Regions from separate parts of the Sus scrofa genome. Here region 2 is linked to region 1. A link is a contact called in public HiChIP or PLAC-seq data. All regions are on one chromosome and are shown on one strand. Each heading gives the region's core, a stretch centred on a gene start, on an enhancer-like site or on the middle of the called end of the contact. The rest is flanking DNA. Distances are from core to core; before and after follow the strand shown. Region 1 holds the start of TATDN3 (putative deoxyribonuclease TATDN3). Region 2 has its middle 29 kb from the start of FAM71A.

The links. HiChIP or PLAC-seq counts read pairs in DNA pulled down with a chosen protein or histone mark.
Region 2: an H3K27ac HiChIP or PLAC-seq map of alveolar macrophages shows a contact between it and region 1. The contact joins the enhancer-like site here to the promoter of TATDN3 in region 1. A contact is called at or near these places in 1 of 5 promoter capture datasets (liver), 23 of 47 Hi-C or Micro-C datasets (alveolar macrophages, blood, embryonic fibroblasts and 11 more) and 2 of 2 datasets of contacts at active chromatin or transcription factors (alveolar macrophages and skeletal muscle).

The regions. Positions count from the first base shown.
Region 1 is chr9:130,620,374-130,625,540 of Sscrofa11.1, forward strand. It overlaps TATDN3 (putative deoxyribonuclease TATDN3), which reads right to left and starts at 2,011. Exons shown (of 13, transcript XR_002336028.1): 1 at 1,871-2,011. It overlaps NSL1 (kinetochore-associated protein NSL1 homolog), which reads left to right. Exons shown (of 8, transcript XM_021063971.1): 2 at 1,369-1,390; 3 at 1,753-2,216; 4 at 4,830-4,908.
Region 2 is chr9:130,736,130-130,741,296 of Sscrofa11.1, forward strand. No RefSeq gene overlaps it. Among named protein-coding and RNA genes, the nearest start is that of FAM71A, 29 kb to the right of the region's middle. Within about 2 kb of position 2,757, at least 43 of the 83 cell types and tissues checked have an H3K27ac peak or open chromatin away from gene starts, as enhancers often do. A contact at or near this core is called in alveolar macrophages, fetal liver, liver and 5 more, where this site is marked.

The sequences.
Region 1 (5,167 bases), core at 761-3,260:
TTTAGATGAATAAGTAACTCTTCTTTGGCTGTGTATATCAGTGGAGCTGAGGCACCATAAAGATTGACAATGATGGCAAGGAAGAGGGTGATGGAATATGAAGAGCCTACGCTGACCCATATTCCATTTACTCTCTCAGTAAAATCTGACTTCTGTTCCCATTCCACCAAAAGAGAAACTGTTATTGTCAAATAAAACGACTTTTCTCTGTCTTCCTACCCTATCCCTCAGCAGCATTAGAAACTCCTCACTTGTCCTTTCCTTCCTTCTTGTCCTTTCCTTCCTTCTTGAAATATTTTCCACTCTTGGCTTCTAGAATTACTCCTCTCCAGCTGGCTGCTACTCTTCAGTCTCCTTGACTGGCTCTCTCTCCTCTAAATTCAGGACTCTATGCTTCTCTCTCTGTACTCACCAGAAGTGCTCTCATTACAATGCTCATTATGCTAATGAGTCCCCAGTTTTTATCTCCAGTCTATCATTTTCTCCTGAACCCAAGATTCAGTTTAAAATGACTCTATGACATCTTCATTGGGATGGATATTAGGCTTCAGCAAGTACTAAATCTAACTATTTTCCCTCCCCCCAAAAAACTATTCTTTCTTCAAACCTCAGTTTTCCCCATCTCAGTAAACAGCCCCACCATCTCTCTTCAGTATCCTCAAGTTCTCCTTTCCCCTCCCTCTCCACATCCAATTCCTCTCAGCACGTAGGAAAGATTCTACCTTTAAAGTATACCTTGAATCCATCTCATCTGCTTTTCTCAACTTCCCCTGGAACCACCATCATCTTTTGTCTAAATACTGCAAAAGCCTCCAAACTGGTCTTCCACCTTCCACTCTTGCTCTCCTTTATCTATTTGCCACACATCAGAAAAGCAGTTTTTTTGTTTGTTTTGTTTTTGTTTTTTGGCCGCACCCCCAGCATATGGAAGTTCCCCGGCCAGGGATGGAACCCAGGCTGCCGTCGCGGATTGTGCCTCCAGCTGCGACACACGAGACCTTTCAGCAAAGTGGTTTTTCAAACGGTATCAGGTCTCGTTACTCTCTTTAAAAAACAAACCAATAAACGACTCCCTTTACTGGATCCCTATTGCGCTTCTAATGAAATTCGAACTCCTACCTCACCTATCCCCTGCAAACCTCTTCAGTCTTGTTTTATGCTCGCTTCTCTCTGTCTAGCTCATCAGGCCCCACCCAGTCTTTCAGTAGCTTGACTGCGCCAAATTCTGTCCAGTCTAGAAACCTGCAACCTGCCTGCTTTCCTCACCACCATGCACACACCGCTTAGTCTTTCCAGCCCCAACGTCACTGTCCCCTCTTGAGAAGCTTTCCCCCTAAAAGCGACTCTGATCTTTTTCTCGTTTCTCAGCCTCTTGTTTCCAAAGTGGCGGGTAAAACACTTTGAAATTACGTATGTGTGTGTGTTGGTTTTTGTTTGCTCCTTTTGCCACTAGAACTGGAGCACATAGGGTATCGCAGCGAGCATGCGTCCTGTGGAAACTGGGTTCTCGGCCAGGAGCTGAGAGGTTAAACAGCTGGGCAAAGGCTGGGTAGGTAGGAAGGACTCCAGTGGCCCGAAACAGCAAATCGGTGCCAAGAAGAGATTATGGCTTTTTAGGGTAAGAAAGAAAAATCGGTGTGACTGAGATTAAATACAGAGTTAAGGAGCAAATCGCATGGGACCATAGATAGGGGCCTGGAAAGACTGGGGGATAACCCGAAGAGAAAGAACGGGGTCCTCCCCGCTCCCAAGGGCCAAACCTCGCCCTCACATACGTGGTCAAAATCCGGGGCGGAGAGGTGACAGTGACAGTCCACCAGCCCTACGCCCACCGACCCCATCACCGCAGCCAAGGACTCCCTCGACTCGCCCGCGGGGCCTCAGCCGGAACGCTGCTGCCCGGGCGGAACGAGTTTCCGGCCGGACGCGTGCTCCTTCCTCCCTGGAAACCCGCACTTCCGCCCTCAGAGTTCCCGCCCATAGTTCAAGCTGGAAACATGGAGAGGGCTCCTTCTCCTCTGCGGGACGTGGAGAGAGTGGCCAGGACCGACGAGAGGACGTTGGTCCCTGCCGCTTCCCGAAAAGACTTCCGGGTGCGCTGCACCTCGAAGCGGGCGGTGATGGAAATGCTAGAACTGTGCGGCAGCTTCGTGCAAAAACTCGGGGACGCGCTGCCAGAGGAGATTCGCGAGCCCGTGCTGCGAGATGCGCAGTGGGTACGGGCCTCTTAGCCGTCTCTTGTCTTATCACTCCGTTTTTCCACACCCCAGGCAGAAACGGTCAGGCCGAGTTAACGGTGCCCCACCTTTGGATAGAAGCACCAGGAGAAACGCGGGGGAGCGAAACAGATGCTGAGAGGCCGCTGAGTATTGTTAGTTACTTGTTAGTTACTTGGGCTAGTGCTGTCCCGCAGAAAAATACAAGGCGAGCCACGTATGTAATTTGAAATTAAAAGAAAGAAAAAAATAGGTGAAATTAATTTTAATAATATTTATTTAACCTAATATATCCAAGATAGACTTTTAACTTGTAATAGTTAAAAAATGAACAAGATATTTTACATTCTTTTGTTCATACGAAGCTTTTCAAATCTGGGATCTTAACAGCTCATCTCCTTCCTGACTAGCCATATTTTAAGGCCTCAACAGACAGGCAGTGTTTAGTTGCTTCGCTATTGGAGTGCAGACAGAGACTGAGAAATTCTCCAGGGAAGGGTAATTCTGAAAGTCAGTCAATCACCAGCTTTTGGTCTTTCCTTTTGCTTGTTTTAGAACATCTTGAAAAGAGAGTGAAAATAATTTCCCTGTAAGTCTAAAGTAGATAAGGAAGCTGTCTTGATTATAAACTTCACCAAGATCACACACTGGCCCTTATAATACATTTCTCCTTCCTTTCTCAAATATTCTGCAAAGCCCTGAAAAAAGTGTTTTGGGGAAAGACAACAAATTGGGGGATTGCTGCTTGTTGAAAGGAAGCACACAGTCTACTTTTATGCAGGAAAAAAAAGTTAAAATGCTTATAATGTAGTACCTTTTTGTGTGTAAATGACCATAATGCAAACAAAATTAAGGTTCAGTGGAAGAAGGACGGAACACTCCCTGGATTATGATTCTCTAACCCAGTATTGTATACAGTGGCTGTTGTATCTTTCCCTCTTTGCAAGTAAGGGAAGAAAAGAGACTTATCTGAGGACGTTTTTAGTAGTTTTTTGGGAGAAGACTGTTTTGTTGTGTAATGATCTTAGAATTTACCCCTTTCTAGGAAGTGCTAAGGTACTTAGAAAATATGATTAATTACCTTTCAGAAAAAGAGGAACTTGGCTTAACCTTTTATACCTTTAATGGATGATAAAGTGAATTAGAAGATAAAAAGTGTGGAGACAAACTGCCAAGGGAGTTCACTTGCGTTTTATTTTAATCGAGAGCAGATGAAAGTGGAGGTTTTAATTATGTAGACATATTTCTCTAAAACCACATGGTATAGTAACACATTCTTAAATAATATTGATACAATTGTGCAATGAATATTACAAAGATAATTTATATCCTTGGGTAATTCTTCAAAGCCTATATATCAAGTAAAGATTTTATTTTAAAGTTTTAAAAGTGTAGAATATGTACTTATAATTAGCAGTTATTTGATTTAAGCTTATTTTTAATTATATTTAATGTACAAAATATATTGTCATTATGAAAAAATAGCATAAAGCAAAAGTCTTTGAATTTCTATCCCCTATCCCTCTTGCATCCTGGAAGTAACTTACTGTTTTGGAGGGCATAGTCCTTGTGTTTTTTGGCTTTACATCTGTCTCTCTCTCTCTTTTTTTTTAAATTTTTTGTTCGTTAGTTTTTTACATTAATGGTGTGATGTTGTATTGTTAGCAGCCTGTTTTATTTTTAAATCAAATATTTATTTGACTATTATGTGACAGTGTTATGGTAGAGATATATTTTATTCTTTTAAGTATTGTATGATATGGATATATTGTTATGTTTATTCTCCTAATCTTGAATTTAGAGTGTTCCCTCTGCCTCAGTATTCCATAATTTCAAACAGCGCTGAAATAAATATTCTAAGCTTATCCTTTTTATATTTTTATGAGAATAACCCTTTAGCATACACTGATAGAAGTGAAATTGTTAGGTTATATGGAATATGCAATTAAAATTTTGATGGTACCACCGAATTCCTTTAGTTCTTTATTTTTTTAAATTTTAATTCCTTTAGTTCTTTATTTTTTTATTATGAACATTTTTAACCTTACAAAAAATAGACTAGCGCAGTGAACACCCATATATTCATCACCAAATTTAAGTTATCAAAAATACTTTACACTTTTGATTTTAAAGCAAATCTCACATCTCATGTCATTTCATCCCTACCTACATACTTCAGGGTACACCTCAAAAAATACAGTCCTTTGTAAAGTGGAATTTAATTTTAAGCATGTGTATTTTCTCTCTTGTTAACAATGACACTCATTCAGGAACATATGTGTTATTTATATCCTTGAGATTCACCTGAACCCAGATTTGTTGTTAGCTTTTTTTCCTTCATTTAAGAAGCAAATTTGTTTATGACAGTATTCTAAAATTTTGCATCACATTTTTTCATAGGTAGGAAATTGGCTATCAAGAACTGAAATGTGGCTAGAATCAATGACTGAAGTGAAATCTCACCTCACTGAAAAGAATAAATATACTAATAGGCTAGTCTGTGGTTTTTTTAAATAATTCTCTCTCACAAATCAAAATTGTTATTTTCCAAAATATTTGAATTCAGCATTTAAAGTTATTTTTAGTGACTTGACTGTTGTGGATTTCTTGCAGACTTTCGAGTCAGCTGTGCAAGAGAATGTCAGCATCAATGGGCAGGCGTGGCAGGAAGCTTCAGACAGTTGCTTTATGGGTATGTGATTTCAGTTTTCCCTCTGTCATTAATTTCTGAGTTATTTTTGTGGCTAGTTTTACTTTTCCTATATTCCTTTGTGTGTATTTTTTTAAATTATAGTTGATTTACAGTGTTGTGCCAATTTCTGATATACAGCAAAATAACCCAGTCATATATATACATACATTTCCTTTCTTAAATTATCTTCCATCATGGTCTAGCCCAAGAGACGGGATATAGTTCCTTGTGCTCTATAGTAAGACCTCATTGCTCTGAT
Region 2 (5,167 bases), core at 1,507-4,006, 120 kb after region 1:
AGTGTGATTTTATTGACCCCGGAGTGATCTGCGAACAGCTTCACCAGGGTCTTTCTAATGGAATCCAAAGAGCTGGATCACAGATTCTTTAAAGATCTGCTCAAGATCCAGCTTGGTCGCGACCCCAGAGCCAATCTGTCAGACAGTCAGTCGATGCATATGGAATGATCACACACAGCTAGCAAGGCCTTTTGCCACGTTAGTGTAAGACAGAGAGACTGAAGAAAGATCCGACTCTTAGAGATGAAGAAGTCAGGAAATATATAAATAATAACAACGCGAGAAACAAACATCTACAACCTGACTTGTCAACCCACGTGGTCATGCCCAGCACACCTCTTTTTTTTTTTTTTTTTAATTTTATGGCTGCACCCATGACATATGGAAATTCCCAGGCCAGGGACTGAATCCGAGCCGTAACTGAGACCTATGCCTCTGCTGTGGCAACACCGGCTCCTTTAACCCCCTGTGCCGGCCATGGCTCGAACCCACATCTCTGCAGCAACCCGAGTCAATGCAGTCAGGTTCTTAACCCACTGTGCCACAGCGGGAACTCGCCACACTGTCTTGATCTGGCTAAGGTTCTAGAAGCCAAAGTTCTAGAGCCAGCTTCTTCTCTGCCAAGCAGGTCTTTATATAGAATACAGAGTCTCTCCAATCCTAAGTGGAAACAAAACAAGCTTTAGTGCCACCCCTCCTTCTAGACCAGCCCCCCCACCTCAGCCACAGGGAGCAGGAGGGACTCCCTAACCTAGAGGAGAATAAAAGGCTCTCATCCCTCAAAACTGGGCACCAAGCACCCCACAGCAGAGAAGGGGAGCACTCAGCAATTGCACCTGCCGCCCTAGGTAAGAACTCAACTCCGGGAGAAGATGAGATGGATGCAGAATTGTAGCTGGAGGCTGTGGTTTGTTATGACCAACATGACCCACTCTAATTACCAGGCACAAAGTGAGGGCCTGCGCTGTGCACAGAGGTAGATAAGACAGCCCTCTGGCCAAGGGACATCCTATAAGAAAAATCAGCCAAAAGCACAAGGCTGTCTGCCCTGAATGCCAAAGGCCTGCTGGGCACAGTGTGTCAGAGGAAAAGAGAGTAAGAATAACATGTATTGAGCACTTCCTATGTGTCCAAGCACTATTCCTAATGATATGTACATAGGTAATTCTCCCAATAACCTATGAGGTGGGTACTAGTATTAGTCCCATTTTATGGATGAGAAGAATGAGTCTCAAGGAGATTAAAAAACTTGTTTGGCGTCACCTGATTTTTAACAGCAGATCCAGGACTTGCACTCAAAATTGCGCCTCACCAAGCATGTTTTTCTTAAAAGATGGGAAAGGACTTTGGGAATGAGAGGTGACAGAAGGCACTTATTTTTGATATCAAGAGGGAAATTCAATGGATGAGTTTTAAAGTAGAAGCACACCTTATAGTGAGGAGATGATTTTTGGGGTTTAGTTTTGCAGTAGTTAAAATCTTCAGGAGTTCCCTTCGTGGCGCAGTGGTTAATGAATCCGACTAGGAACCGTGAAGTTGCAGGTTCGATCCCTGGCCTCCCTCAGTGGGTTGAGAATCCGGCGTTGCCATGGGCGTTGCCGTGGTCTGTGGTGTAGGTCGCAGACACGGCTCGGATCCTGCATTGCTGTGGCTCTGGCGAAGGCCGGCGGCTACAGCTCCGATTAGACCCCTAGCCTGGGAACCTCCATGTGCCGCAGGTGCAGCCCTAAAAAACACAAAAACAAAAAACCCTTCAAATTGTGAGCATGCTTAAATTATAATTTAAGCTATATTCAATATCTTATAATGACCATATTCAATATCTTATAATGACCTATAATGGAAAATACTCTGAAAAAAGATATATATAGAAGTCAATCACTCAGTGCACCTGAAACCAACACGATGTTATAAAATATTGTTAAATCCACTATATTTCAATTTTTGAAAATTATAATATATGAGAGCAGTGGGCTGGGACAGGCTGGCTGGGCCGGGGAGGAGCTGAGGGGGAAAGAGGAAGGGAGGGCCAGGAAGGGAGAAACAGTTTTCCTGGGTGCTGCCTGAGAGTCACTGCGGAGTCCCAGGCCAGCCGCGGGGTCCTGCGCTCCCTGTAGAGGCCTCGGTTCCCCAGGCGGGAAGGAGGACGGAGGGGAGAGGGATCCCGGTGCCGTGGAAGTGGAAGAGCATTCTCAACGACCTCTTTCTGCGCCCTCGGGGTCGAGTCCTTTGCGAGGGCAGCTCTGTTCTGATGGGTCCCATCCCCCCAAGGTCCTGCGTCCTGGTCTTCGGTCCTCGGAGACGGTGTCAGGCAGGACCCCAGTCTCCTGAACCGCAGCGCCATCGTGTGGCCGCTGCCAGGTCCCTCTGGGGCACCTCTGGCTCAGGTGTCTCTCGCTCTTGCCACCCGCGCGCTGGTGGGTTCCAGCCGGCTGTCTTCCTGGGCAGGGAGCTGGGAGGGACAGTGGGCCTGGGTGCAGAGAAGCCAGGCCCAGATGTGCCTGACTCGGAGAAGTAGCTTCTAGAGGGAAGTATATTCGAGGGAAAGATCCTTCCAGCTGGGCGAGCCAGAGCCCTGCCCCTTGCCTTGTGAGCTTTTGTCCCGGAGCCTCTCTGAGCCTCAGTTTTTTCTCCTCTGTAAAAGCGCCATAATGACGCTGGGTGGAGGCTAAATTGCAAAACCTCTAAAACAATGCCTTCAAGCAGTAGGAGCTCAATGCGTCATTGACGGTGTCGTCATCCTCCGTCACCACAACAGGTCTATTCAGCCAGGCTTGGGAAATACTCCATCTTTACCAGTCACTCCTGCCTCCCACGTGGGAAGCCCTCTGGGAACAAAAACACCCACTTCTGGGAGGTGTTTTGACAGTGGCGGGAAGGGCAATGGTGCAGGGGGTCCCGCAGACCCAGAGTTCCTTGCCAGGTGGGGATCTGGGCTGAGTCACTAACGTCTCTGAACTGGTTTCTCCTCTGTAAATCAGAGCTCTTAACCCCTGCTTCCTTAGGCTTTTGTGGAATTAAGTGAGGCGCTCAGGTAAAACACTGCACACACTGGATTTAGCATGCATTCATGTCGCCAGAGGACTTATTAAAATACTAGTCACTGGGCCATGCCGGGAGTTTCTGAATCAGTCCGTCTGGGGCGAGGCTCAAGAATTTGCCTTTCTAATTTGCATTTCAGGAGATGTTGCTACAGTCTGTCGGGAGTGGAGGGGGGCGAGCTTTGAGAAGGACTAATCTAGCATATACTAGGCCTTCAGTTAGTGTTCGCTGTGATTAATCCACCACCCAAGCACAAGTCAGATGGGAGAAGGAGGAGATGGGGGGAAATTGAACCCAAATCTAACCAGGCAAAAGCTGCAAACCCAACATCCAGCCATCAGTAGGAATAGTTCCTTTCCACAAATGTTAATTGAATGTCTTCTCTCCATTTCTTCCATAGGCTCTATTGGGCAGTGCTTTGCTCACACACATCACCGCATTCCATTAGCATTATAGTCTTTTTTTATTTCTTATCTTTTAGGGCCACATCCATGGCATATGGAGGTTCCCAGGCTAGGGGTTGAACCAGAGCTGCAGCCGCTCGCTGGCCTACGCCACAGCACACCAGATCTGAGCTATGTATGCGACTCATAGCACAGCTCATGGCGACGCCAGATCCTTAACCCACTGAGCGTGGCCAGGGATCGAAACTGCATCCTCACGGATACTTGTTGGATTCATTTCCACAGAGGCACGACGGGAACTCCCATCATGGTCTTCTGAAGCGGGCAATGATCAGGAGAAAGGGACTCTCAGAGAGGCTGAATGATTGCGAGGGACACAGAATGCTGGAAGGCTGAGCTCAGGCAGCTGGAATCAGCTGACTGTGATTGGGGCCTGAAAATGCTGCCTCTCAGACACCTGAGCATGCTTGCTGAGGCAGGGTGGGCTCCGTGAACCTGCCTCAGGCCCTGCCCCCTGACAGCCTCCGTCCTGTCTAAATTCCCACCACGAGTCCACTTTCTTTACCAGCTCTGCCTGCTTTGGGGCCAAGTGTGAGTCATCTCCCCCTTGCCAGGCTCACTGACTCTGCCTCTCTTCTCAGCCACAGGACCCTTGGTCCTTCCAGAGTGTGTCCTGGGTCTTGAACTCTGGCTGTTTGCTCTGGGCCCCAGTGCTCCCATCAAAAGGAGGAGGTCCTCGGGGTTTGGGGTAGAATCAGGAGGCCCACCCAGGTCGTCTCAGAAGAAGTCTCCCTCTTGCCCATCCTGGGCATCTGAGAGGCAGAGACCCAGCCATAGCAACAGCTCAGGAGGGAGCCCCTTGGAGGCCCAGCAGGAGCTGCAGCCCTCCGCGACTCAGCCCGGTGGGGAGAGAGGAGGGGCTTTAACTGCAGGGACACCGCCAAGGTTGCCTGCTCCAGGCCCCATATCCGTTGGAGTTTTTCTGGTTGGTGGGAGGAACATGGCCTTGAGAGCAAAAGGCCACGATTCGAACCAACCCTGGGTCCCTGCTACCAAAATAGCCGTGTGGTCTTTAAGGAAGTTGCAACGTCTTTGCCTGCATTTATTTCCTCATCTGCAAAGGGCTGTGTGACCTGAACACATCTGTGTGCTTAAGCTGCTGGCACCTAAAGAGCGGTGAATGGCCCCGTTTTCCTTCCTTTGACATTTATCCGCAGCCTACGGTGAGCCTGTCCCTGGAGGTACGAGGCCTAGAGCCAAAGTCCACCCCTCCACCCCCCGCCCCCACAAGGAGCTTCCACTCACAGCCTGGCCCAGACAGGGCCATGGCAGGAGGTCTGAGATGGGATCTCGCTGGGGGTGTTGGGTACCAGAGTCCAGGCTGCTGGTCCAAGGGGCACCCGGTGTGTGAACTCTGCAGTGGGGTGACGAAAGCCTGCTCTGTGCCATCTGGGCTTGAGTCAGAGCTAATGGCCTGCTAATGGTTTTCAGAGCTTTGCCTTGGGGGTGTGGAGAGCGTGTGACTCACTGCTGGGCCAGCCAGAGTGGAGGGAGCCTCTTCCAGCCAGCAGTCTCTGCTCCTGGCACCTTTAGTTTCATGTTCCTTGGTTTATTCTTTTATTCATCCTGCAAACGCCTGCCAGGATCCCGGGGTGTGCTGAGCCCTGGGAACACAGGCCAGGGTGAGGAAGCCAGACTTGAAGGGGGAAGGACTGAAGTGG